Linked DNA regions of Sus scrofa: region 1 is linked to region 2. The links are chromatin contacts, called in public Hi-C maps. All regions are on one chromosome and are shown on one strand. The core of a region is the stretch at or near the end of the contact, and the rest is flanking DNA. Distances in the headings are between cores, read along the strand shown. Region 1 holds the start of EPC2 (enhancer of polycomb homolog 2). Region 2 holds the start of KIF5C (kinesin heavy chain).

Region 1 (6,380 bases), core at 2,921-5,420, 160 kb before region 2:
CTTGACATTTTATTAAAAATAAGAAGTATTATAATCATCATCTCCATGGAACCTAGTGCCTCTCAGAAACCCAAAGTCCTGAAGTTAAATCTACATAGCTTGTTGTTGGACACAGATAATTGTCCTTGTCAGATTCATTGGCTCTGTCACAAGAGCTTTATTTACTTCTGGTATCTCCATCCAGAAGCTCGAGTGAGCAACGTCAATCTATTCCATGTGTGGGGCACTGGGTGTACTTTCCGGTCAGAGTAGGGCAACAAATGAGACGGACTGTCAGCATGATTGTGCCGTGGACCCTCTGGAGCTGTATGTTTTCAAATCTGTTTCCTTCAATTACATCTGTCTCATTTTTCCTTGGTTAGTAAAACACAGAGCTTTCGGGTTGATTATTTTTGAGTCTATCCGGAGCCGTTGTGGAACTTGGGAAGTAAATCGTCAGCTTATACACAAGGTGGCACCCTGTAATTCCAACCAGGTCTGAGAGGAGCGTTGCTGCTAAGAAACAGAACCACAGCCACAAATTTTTATTTAGCATCTGGTTTAAACCCCACTGTGGGGAATATAAAGGTGGAAGTAGACATTTGGCATCTCACCTCTCAGTGCAGCCTCTGTCTCTGTCTCAAAGATTCGGAGTTGCCTCAATAAAGGGCACTGGAACCAGAGGGCTGATTCTAGTTGATGTAATAAAGCCAGACCCCACATTCAGATTACATATTGAAAACAAGGAAGCTTTATTGGTACTGGGCTCATTCCTGGGAACATAAGGGGGAGGGGGGGGATGCAGTTCACCATACCAACCCAATTAACTTTCAATTGGGTTTGCTGAAATAAGGAGCCAATTAGAAAGAACATGACATTTACAAAACTCTGGAGTAGTTGAATAGCAACTGTGTTTACTACTTTTAAGGTTCCTTTCAAAAAGTAATTTGTTCATTCTTTCCAAACTGCCTGCCCTGATCATAGTATGGGGAAATGGAAACTGGAATATAATCTTAATTTTTACAGTTACCTAACCTTTATTCTAGTTTAAAATATATTTAGAAGTGATTTTATTTTGCTATGGCTTTAGAACTATTTCTAATTCTTGAGTGTTTATATATTACACTTGCTTGGCTAAATGCATGTCCTTTGGAATTGGTCCAGAGCATATTTGAAGTGGACTGATTTTAGAATGACTATATTCAGTGCATTGTACATGGAAATAAAATAGGCTATTAGGCTACACAATCATTTGAAACAGGTTTTAATAACAACATTTTATAACAGGATCTACTTCAAAAGTTGAAAAGATATTTTCTGTTTTCAGCACTAACAATTGTATAGGTATTCAACAAATAGATTAGAAATGAACTTTATGAAAAATAATACTTGTATACGCATAAAAGCTACTTTCCAAATGTGAAACAGAGGCATTCTGGTTTAGGCACTGAATCCGAAGCCAAGAAAACACAGGCTGTATATCACTTGAAAAGTGTATTGTGTTATTTGCCTCAAACTGTTTTATTCCCAGCTCTATAATCATTGCCTATAGGGCAGGAGGAAAATGGAGATTTGGGGAAGAAATCTGTTACATGGTCACAGAAAAAGAATAACTACTACAGCAGAAATCAATTCCTGTAATAGCATTTCAGGTTTCAAAAAAGTTTTTTGAATTGCTTTAATTGGTTCTAAAATTCCTAGGCTCAAAGGTAGGACGCTAAAGAGCCAGTTAGGCCATAAGAGCAAATATTGTCAGCAATGGCTAGGTCAGGTCACAGGCCAATATGATATGTGAACTCCAAAGGTGGAGTAGAATGGGGTCAGTATCACTGAATTTCTTCAAGGAATATCGGTCAACAAATATATCTTAGGTGCCAGCTATGCCTGAGGCACAGAAGTGGAGATAGAGTGGTTAACAGAGTAGATGTTCCTACCCTCCTTGAGCCTATCGTATCCTTTGGCTCTAGGTTATGCACTCTATTAGACATTGGTTGGAAGGTCTCACTAATTTGGATCAGCAACTTTAGAATGCTGAATGGTCAATAAACCAAAGAGCTTGGATAGCAGGGTGGCATTGCTGAGAAAACAAGAGCTTTGGAGTCAGGCTAGACCTAGATTTGAACCCATCTCTGCAAGTTATTAGTGTTGAAACTTGGCAAATGATCTGAGCCAGTTTCCTTATTCATACAATTGTAACATCTTTTCATAGGGCTATAATGAGAATTTAAGTGGGATTCAATTAAAAATTCAATTAATTAAGATAATAGATATAAGGTACCCTAGAATGGCTGGTATTAGAGATACTCAATATTCCTCCTCTTAGGAGACAGTAGTGATAAGTGTGGGGAATCGAAGAAAGCTATTCTTTTTGAACCTAAGAAGTGCCAGATACAAGTCCTGGATGACTCAATTCTTCAGCCATTACTTGCCTCCACCCCTCTTAGGCTTGAATCAAGGGCTGACCCCCTCCCAACAACATCTTGGTCTTCCTTGCAGAGAACTGGACCCATTCCAGGGGGTAGAACTTGGATCAAGACATGCCCATAAGCTTGAGGAAGGTGTTTCTTACAAGAAGTGACTCACAGTACCTCCACTGTTTCTAACAACAAAGTGGATGGAAAATGCTCAAGCTCCGCTAATCAATGCCTGAATCCTTGCTGGACCCAAGCAAGAGCTTAAACTATTTAGACACTGCCATGAAATCCACATGTACATTCTGCCTTCAGAGGGGGAAGTGGAGAGAAAAGGGAGAAGGACAGGGAGGAAAAAGAGGGGAAGAAGTTGGTAAAAAGGAGAATGTGGTGGAGGAAAAGATGGAGCTTTGAGGTTCTATAGAAATGACTGTAGGAATAGGCTTTTTTTTTTTTCTCTCTTTCTCTCTTCTAGATGTGATCAAACTATCTACTTTTCTCTGAGCTAGGCAAAACATTGATCGATTATTAGAAAATGACAAAATGTGTTATACTCTTCCCAGGGATTTTTGTAGGAAAACTGTGATGCTTAAAGTCTAACTAAGGAACTCTTGGCTAAATGAAGTTGATATCAACAATCGCTGCCAAATAAATTTGAGTCAACTGGATTTTACCTCCTCTTTAGAACTTTCTCTAACCGGTTCAGGCTAAAGTAGTCTCCTTTCTCTGAACTCTCATGGCAACTATGGCCTGTATGACTCATTTGGTAATTAAGCATGTTCTACTGCCTTGTGTCATTGCCTATGTAGTTTTCTTCAAGTTATAAACTTTTTTTCTTTTGGCTGTCATTTACTTTTCAGTTGCCCTGTTCTTCAACTATTTACATCTCTTACTGTTACTCATCTTTTTAACCGTTCTGTCATCCCATCAAAGTGAAAGCTGCACGAGGACAGGAACTTTTCCTCAAACCTCTTGGCATCTTCCACAGCATCCAATATTTTACACGGATCTATCACTCTGGAAATGTTCTCTGCCTTGGTTAAAAATTATAAGCTTAATATTTTTGAAATCAGAAATATCATCCATTAAATAACTCTGAAGTTTTGGTGACAGGTTCAAGTGCACTTGTTGCATCTGGCAGCCTCAAACATTAACCCTCACTGCTGCCATTAGCATCCTCTCAGCGAAAGCGAGGATGCCTTACCTTGGAGAGCTCTTTCGGCCAGGTACCAAAAAAAAAAAAAAAAAAAAAGATGCGGGAAGAGGGCCGGGATTGCGGAGGCGTTCTCGGGGCAGACGAGACCCGACAGGTCTGCGCCCCTCGGAGCGGACGGAAGGAATGGACCTTTCGCACCTCCCAGGGATGCGCGATTTGGAGGATGAGAATTAGCTGGCGCTGTGGAGGTAAGTGCTGTGTAAGTACAGGCTCAGTGGGGCAGCTGTGGCTCGGTTGACATCTTCCCTTTCCCGCTCACAGACTTCTGCACACACGGGCTGCTCAGCGCGGCTGTGTTTTGCCCGGCGCCGTCCTCCGGGGCACCCAACTAGCTGGGTGTCGGGGCCGCGGAGGCAGAGGCGCACGCTCGGGGGCGCGGGTTAACTTGCGCACCTGACACCTGCCACACGGCTAGAGCGCCGGCAGCGGAGCAGAGGGCCGCTGCCGCCCCCCTACCCGGAGCGGCCCGAGGCTGAGCACGCTCCCGCGGGCCGGCAGCGCCGCGGAGAGAGTGGGTGGGCAGGCGAGGGAGGGGAAGGAGGGAGGGAGGGAGAGGGCGAGGCGCGTTCCCGCGGCGGGGGCGCGCTCTCGCGCGGGCTGCCGGGATCGCTCGCCGCCGCTGTGGTAATGTCCGCCATGTTGGCCATGGCGCAGGGAGCGGATCGGGCGGGCGAGCGGCGGATCTAGTGTGTGGAAGCGGCCGCGGGCGGCGGGGGGCTGTTTTCGGGCGGGGTGGGCGCCCATGCTGTGGCCGGGGGCAGTGAGGAGGAGGAGGAGGAGCGGGCCGGCCGCGCTGCACTGAGGAAGGTGGTGGAGGAGGCGGCGGGAGTCCTCCCCCCCTCCCCGCCCGCCCCGCCGCCGCCGCCCGGGCTGTTCCTGTAAGGCGGGGAGACAATGAGTAAACTCTCCTTCCGAGCGCGGGCGCTGGACGCCGCCAAACCGCTGCCTATCTACCGCGGCAAGGACATGCCTGATCTCAACGACTGCGTCTCCATCAACCGGGCCGTGCCCCAGATGCCCACCGGGATGGAGAAGGAGGAGGAATCGGTAGGGACTCGAGTGTTTATTACCCCCCCTTCCCTCCTCCCCCCTCCCCTTTGTCAGTCGGGCCTCGCCATTCACAGAGCGCTTTACGCTCGCTGGAGGGCGCCGCTGCCGCTCCAACGCTTGGGACCTTACGCCGGCGGAGTAGCGTAAACCCTCTCGGCCGGCGCAGCGCCCGCCCGCGGCCGCCATGTTGTTGCGTCCCAGTGTTGTGATTAGCTCGCAGCGCCGCTTACGCTGCCGTAAGGGGGCCTTGCCGTAAGCGGCGGCCCGGAATGGCGCAGGGGATGTTCTGGCCGCACTTGACGTACGGCCTCTGTTTACCTTTTTTGTCCCCCTGGAGTGGGATTATTTAATCCGCAGGGGATGCTTTGGCTAGGCAACGTTTTTCCCCCACTTTTGGATTCAGCCTTGCATTGGGTTCTTTTTGAAATGACTTGTGGAAAGTAAAACGCTTTCAAAACATCGTCTTCCTCTTAGCAAGGTAATTCTCGCACCCCGGCCCGCGTTGGTGCAGCAGGATTGAGGTGGTGCAGCACTGCGGCCGGGGAGGCTGAGGGCCACGACCACTAGGAGGATGTAACGTTAGAAGCCGCTGACCGGCTAGCTCCGGGCCCAGAGCGAGTCGGTTCTGCCTGCCTAGCCCGGACGGTGCCTGCTTAGTGTGAGGCTTTAGAAAGGGACTGGCGATGTTAGGCAACTAGCTGCCGATGCTCCACAGTCCTCGCCCCGCGTCCCTGAAAAATTGCCATGGGGGGGTGTTTTAGAAGTTGAGGACCTATTGCATCCATATTGACAGCTGCATTTTTATTAATAGCAGCAATTTGGGGCAAAAATGTTTTTTCTCCCTGATGCGTTAAATTTTGGATATGGTTGAATTTCCTCTGGCTTGACAGTGTTTATGACTCGAGTGGTGCTACTTGTGTGCGAAGTTCATAGTAACTGCACCCTCAAGAATTTCTTCAATGAACCTGTGGTCCCGCCTTATTGTCAACCTCGGGTGTGCGTGGATTGGTTCTCTTGCTTCTGTGACTGTCAAAAGAAGGCCCAAGGTTTCTGTGATTGGTTTTCTCTTATGACTATTAATATTGCAGGAAATGCTTTAATGCCTTTGATTGGTTGCTCCAGTTGTGACCTCATTATATTACCCTGTTATTACTACTTCTGCTGTGATTTAACCACATTCTTCGTTAATGTTTGATTACTTGAAAGCCTTGCACTTTCCGTAGAAAAGGAATATGTTCTCAGTGTCAAATGAATATTCAACTTAAAAAATAAACAAAATGAAAACCCAACATTTATGCTGAAGATTTTAGAGCTAAATCATATGTGGAAATTCTTTTTGTTTTTAAATAAAATTTATTTCTAGCTTAGGTCAGTTTTCCATGAAAAAGATAATTAAAATAAGGAAGTTATAGCACGTTCGAGAATTAAGTTAATTGAACTTTAAAAAACACAGCTTTGGATTCCACGAAGTTGTATTTCTGTTAATATGTCCCTGAAAGAAAAAGTGGCAAATGAGTCTCGAAGTATCAATACTGTATGTAGTTACTTGGATCCTATTACTTGGGTTTGGGAAGAACTTGAATTAAAAACCTTATTCTAGAATGAATAGTTAGCCCCTGAAATATATATTACTTTTTTTTTTTTTTTTTTTTTTTTTTTTTTTTGCCTTTTTCTAGGGCCTCTCCTGCCGCATATGGAGGTTCCCAGGCTAGGGGTCTAATTGG
Region 2 (5,850 bases), core at 2,407-4,906:
CGGGACTGCCCTCTCCAGTATATTGTGAAGTTAACCACTCAAGAGAGTTGCTGTCTGAGCCAGAGAACTACTAAGGTGAAAAGATGAAAATGTGGCGTTCGGATTTTGTTTGTTTTCGTTTTTTGTCTTTTCAGGGCTGCACCCACAGCCTATGGAAGTTCCCAGGCTAGGGGTAAAATCAGAGCTGTAGCTGCCAGCCTATACCATAGCCACAGCAACACCAGATCTGAGCTGCATCTGCAGTCTACAAAAGAGCGCATGGCAATGCTGGATCCTTAACCCAATGAGCAAGGTCAGGGATTGAACCCACGTCCTCATGTTTCATTACCACTGAGCCATGATGGGAACTTTGGCATTTAGACCTTTTTAAGCCTACTTTCACTATATCTGAGGACAGAAAATCAAATTAGTACAGCTCACAGTAGTTTACAAAAGTATATTTCTGTAGTTCTGTTTTCTCAGCTAGGTGGAGAACCTGCATTCCCAGGTACACCTGCATTTAACCAACAAATGTGTTCCTAAAATTAACTAATTACTTGTTTTATAATCATTTGTTCATTACCTTATAATAATAATAATAATATTTAACTTTTGTAGTCCCTGTTGTGGTTCAGTGAGTTAAGAAGCCAACATAAAGTCCATGAGGATGCCAGTTCAATCCCTGGCCTCTCTCAGTGGGTTAAGGATCCAGATCAGCTTAGATCTGGCATTGCTATGGCTGTAGCATAGGCCTCAGGTGCAGCTCTGATTTGACCCCAGCCTAGGAACTTCCATATGCTGCAGGCGTAGCCATAAAAAAAGAAAAAAGTAATATCTAACTTTCAAAGGTTTACATCATATAAGTGTCAAGAATCATGTAGGTGCTTTTAAAGTATTACTTCTTATAAATCCCTCAAAAATTCTGAGATGATATCATTACTCAAAGATGATATCATTACTCAAAAATGATAGAGATGGGAGTTCCCGTCGTGGCTCAGTGGTTAACGAATCCGACTAGGAAACATGAGGTTGCCGGTTTGATCCCTGGCCTTGCTCTGTGGGTTAAGGATCCAGCATTGCTGTGAGCTGTGGTGTATGTTGCAGATGCGGCTCCGATCCCGAGTTGCTGTGGCTCTGGTGTAGGCCGGCAGCTACAGCTCTGATTCGACCCCTAGCCTGGGAACCTCCATATGCCGAGGGAGCAGCCCAAGAAATGGCAAAAATACACACACATACACACAAAAAAATAAAAAATAAAAAAAATAATAGAGATGAGGAAAGAGGCTTAAGGAAATAAATTCCTTGCCATGGGTCCTACAGCTAATAAGAGAGCCAGGTTTCTCACTCAAGTAGAGCGTCCTCCTAGGTTGGGTTCCTTATGCTGCTTGTTTGTCCTAAAATCTAGAGACATAAAGATGAGGCAGATAACACTGTCCATGGAGATGCAGGGAATGAGAGGGACAGAGATGATGAGAACCACAAGGAGGACCACCTAATTTCTGTCAATGTTTATGAGTCAGGGAAGGCTTCATAAGGAGGGAGAGTTGAGCTGAGTCCTAGGGGAAAAGGTAGCACAGGAAGGAGAGGGTGGACCCTAATGGTGCTGCCAGCTCTACAACATGCTTTTCTGGAACTGACATCCCTCTTCTTTTGGGAAGCTTCCCACCATGAGATTCCTTTGTGATTTTACAAAGTCCTTGATTTTGATTGAGTGGTCTAGGGGTAGACAACAACTTAACTCCGGGCCAATCATAAACTTTCCCTAGGATTTTTTCAAACCAAATTTTCAAACCCAAAGTTTCACAAACATCTCTCCTTATCTAAGGGTAGAAATTGAAGAATAAATCACAGGGGCTATTGGCAGCTGAGTTTCTTGACATGTGGAGGGATGATGTAGAGTGAGAAAGAGTGAAGCCAATTTAAAAAAAAAAAAAGAGGTAAAGAGAAAGTCTTGGTAGCCTATGTCTTCCTTGGCTTGATTTTTAATTTTTTTTGTTTGTTTGTTTGTTTTGCTACACCTGTGGAACTTCCCAGGGCAGGGATCAAACCTGAGCCACAGCAGTGACAACACCGAATCCTTAATGGCTAGCCCACCAGGGAACTCCATTATTTCTTTTTTGTCTTTTTTTTCGCCTTTTGTCTTTTCAGGCCTGCATCCACGGCATATGGAGGTTCCCAGGCTAGGGGTCTAATTGGAGCTGCAGCTGCTGGCTTACGCCACAGCCACTGCAACACCAGATCCAAGCCGTGTCTGCGACCTACACCACAGCTCACAGCAACACCGGATACTTCACCCACTGAGCGAGGCCAGGGATCGAACCCACAACCTCATGGTTCCTAGTCAGATTTGTTTCCACTGAGCCACGACGGGAACAAGATCAATCTGCCTTCTTTTGATAAGCTCTCTTTTTGCCTCAGTGTCTCCTATTGAATTTTTATCACTCTCCACCACAAGAGCCCTAAAATCCATACCTAATAATAATAGTCATTAATGGGTGACTCCAGGAGAGTAAATCCTTAAAGTATCAGAAGAAAGCAGGGCAAGAGTAAATTTAAATGGAGGAAGCCACCAATATTTTGATGTTTGTCAGAGTGTAAACATCAAGACAAGAAATGGCAAGAGATGAGGCTAATAAGTAGACAGAATTCTGATCATGGGGTCTGGATGTATTTTGCAAAGTACTTTGAACCTGGTCCTATATATATTATGTTCATTCTACAGGATTATAAGGAAGTATTGGGCAGTGGTTCTGTAAACTGCACTATAATTGGTAGTAATTAAGAGGTTCTTGGGAGTTCCCGTCGTGGCGCAGTGGTTAACGAATCCGACTAGGAACCATGAGGTTGCGGGTTCGGTCCCTGCCCTTGCTCAGTGGGTTAATGATCCGGCGTTGCCGTGAGCTGTGGTGTAGGTTGCAGACGCGGCTCGGATCCTGCGTTGCTGTGGCTCTGGCGTAGGCCGGTGGCTACAGCTCCGATTCAACCCCTAGCCTGGGAACCTCCATATGCCGCGGGAGCGGCCCAAGAAAGAGCAACAACAACAAGACAAAAAGACAAAAGACAAAAAAAAAAAAAAAAAAAAGAGGTTCTTAACCTGAGTTACAGGCAGCTGTCAGTTATCCCCAAACCCTGTGAAAAAGCATGAAAAATCTGTAAGTGTGTATAGGTTTGTCTTTTTTTTATAATGTAAAACGTTCATCAGATAGTAAATGAGCACCTGGTCCAAAATATGTATGAACTGTTATCTATGTGCAGGCATTTTCAGAAATTACTGGCTTCAAATATTCATGGAAATCTCATTTCCCCCCGATTTCTTCACAACCTTTAAAAACTGTTGAGCACAGAGAAAAAGCTCCATACTGTTTGTTTGGACACTGTCTTAAGAGGGCGTTCTCCTTTGGGATCATGAAAAGATGTAGAGATGATATAGACCTGGTAATTTATAGAGATTTAAACCAGGAATATTGGCTGTGACATCCACCCTGTTCTTGACTTGGGCTGCCAGTCAAGACCTGCAAGCTCTCGGAAGTGGCACCTGGGACACCACTGCTGCTTAAACGCCAAATCCGGAAATCTTAGTCCTTCCACCTGCCTGTGTAACGACTACAAGTCCCAGGATACCCCTCTCTCAGGAGCCGGGGCGAGGGTCTGGCGGATCTCCGCAGTGACGTCACCGCCCAGGGGCCGCCCGGGGAGGGCGGGGCGAAGGGGCGGGCCGGGGAGGCGACAGAGCGTGCTGGTGCTGATGCAGGATGGCTGAGCTCGCAGGAGCCCGGGAGGTCTGAGCCGGGAGAGGCTCGCTCCCAGCGCATCGCCTGGTCCGCCCGCCGCGTGGTCGCGGGCAGGTGGGCCTGGGTTTGCAGCGCAGGGCCAGGGCAGCGCCAGGAAAGGCAGATCTGCAGCTGGCCGGGCCGAAGGTTGAGAGGTTGCTCACCTACGAGGTCTCGGAGCGGCCACAGCTGCCCAGCCCGCCGCGTTCGCGATGACCTGCTGAGAAGCTTTGTCGGAGGCTGCAGGAGGCGGCCTTGTTGCGGGAGGTGCGGTTCTCGACCGCGTCCCTCGTTGTGCGGAACCCCGGCCCCCCCACCCATCCCCGCGCTCCCTCCCTGCCGCGGGCCGAGATGGCGGATCCAGCCGAATGCAGCATCAAAGTGATGTGCCGGTTCCGGCCACTTAACGAAGCAGAGATCCTTCGCGGGGACAAATTCATCCCCAAATTTAAAGGCGATGAGACCGTGGTGATCGGGGTAAGTGGTCGGGATGTCTGGCCTCCTCTGCTGCTTCACGCCGCAGCTCAGCGCCCCGACACCCCAGACCAGGCAGAGATGCTCAGGCCGCCCCTTCGGACATCCCTGCTGCCCTCTAGGGTGGACTTGACGAGAGACCTCCCCACCCAATCCCACCCTGTAGTTTCCTCCTCGCTGGGTGGAGGGTCAACTGGGGGCTGCAGGGCGGGCCCCAGGCAGCGGAGGTGGGGGTGGGGGGCGAGGAAGGGTTCCGCGCCGCCATTGTTATTGGGGTGGGGGCCCGGGTGGGCCTATTGTTTCCCGCCCTGGCCACGCCGCGTGGGTAGTGTATTCAGGTTACCCTCCAGCCCAGGTTCCCCTTCAAGTATGAGCTGTGTAAACCACAAATGATTCCAGGCATCGGTTCGATTTTTCGAACACTTTGCCTCTTCTCAAGATCTTAGTAAAAGAGGGAAAAAAGGTACTGGAAAAATCCTATCCTAGGCTTGGAGCTCGCACCCTGTGTAGACTCGGACCCCGCGGTGTTTCACCTTGCTCTGCACGCGGAAGGCCGGGGGTAGGGGAACACTGGTGGCTTTCGTGTCCCCGGGGGGCCTCGTGTGTCTCCTCCTGCTCCCTCTCAACCCAGGCTTCCCTTACTTGGACCTTGGGTCTGACTCTTCCCCAATGGGGCAGCCCCCAGCTGGGGTCCGAACACCCTTGGGTACACTTCGCGCTGTTTGGCGTGGGGTTGGGGGTCCTGAACGTAGCTAAATCGCCTCTGTTCCCAAAGAATAAGTTACTTTGTGTGGATAGGGCCCCCTCCCTCTCGATCTCCCTTCCCATATTTCCCTTCCCCCTCCTCCCCTCACCTCCCCAGACTTGGCTTCCTTTCTGCAGCCGGACTGCTGGTGGGGGGATGGAATACCATTGATTTTTAGTTCTTAAAGGAGTATGTCAAATGAAATAAGCCAGCCTCCCCTCTCCTCCCCCGCCCTTCCCCCTCCGCTGTCCCCAGTGTGTGTAGCTGATGTGCCCTCTTTGTATGCGAGTCGCGTGGGGAGGTACCGAGTTAATGGGAGCCTCCCGATCCCCGCTGACATGTTCCTGGCAGCCTGCTCTAGGCTGCTGATGCAGCCTTCCCGGCCTCAGCATTGATTAAGTGATGTCATCCCGATTACTGAGCATGCTCCGACTAACCCCCTCCCTTGCCTTTCCCCCAGTGGCTGGTGTATTTAGGTCAAATGATTGACAGGTGACAATTTACCTAGGGTCTCTGCTCGAGTAAGCCAGGCCCTTCTCAAGACCAGAGGCCAACTTTTGCTGGCCGTAGCAGCCCCAGTATCTCCGCCAAGGCTGTGCCGCAGTCCCTGTGAAGGGCCCTGGGGACTAGCAGGTGCCAGCAGAACCGGCAGGCAGGCGCTCTCCAGGAGAAGAGAACCAAAGCAAGGCTCGGGCCTTAGGGTTTCATTTTGTACCTTCCTTAGGAAGGCAGCGCCCCTTGGCGACCTCTTCTCTCCTCCCTGTTTTCAGAGTCATCAGGAAACCGGTGACCTCCAAATGCTCTGGATGGTCATTCACCCCGAGAACTGACCAGTGAGGTCAGGAAAGTGGGATTTTCTCTCTGCTTAGTGTTAAACTGAGA

Evidence for each region. Hi-C and Micro-C count contacts between places; a contact is called where the count stands out from the background.
Region 1: a Hi-C map of brain shows a contact between it and region 2, with 4 times the contacts expected there. The contact joins the promoter of EPC2 here to the promoter of KIF5C in region 2. A contact is called at or near these places in 2 of 47 Hi-C or Micro-C datasets (brain and skeletal muscle).

Annotation. Positions count from the first base shown.
Region 1 is chr15:3,524,013-3,530,392 of Sscrofa11.1, reverse strand. EPC2 (enhancer of polycomb homolog 2) reads left to right here and starts at 4,170. Exons shown (of 13, transcript XM_021076083.1): 1 at 4,170-4,653. The coding sequence starts at 4,501.
Region 2 is chr15:3,359,276-3,365,125 of Sscrofa11.1, reverse strand. KIF5C (kinesin heavy chain) reads left to right here and starts at 3,656. Exons shown (of 26, transcript XM_003359416.4): 1 at 3,656-4,226. The coding sequence starts at 4,101.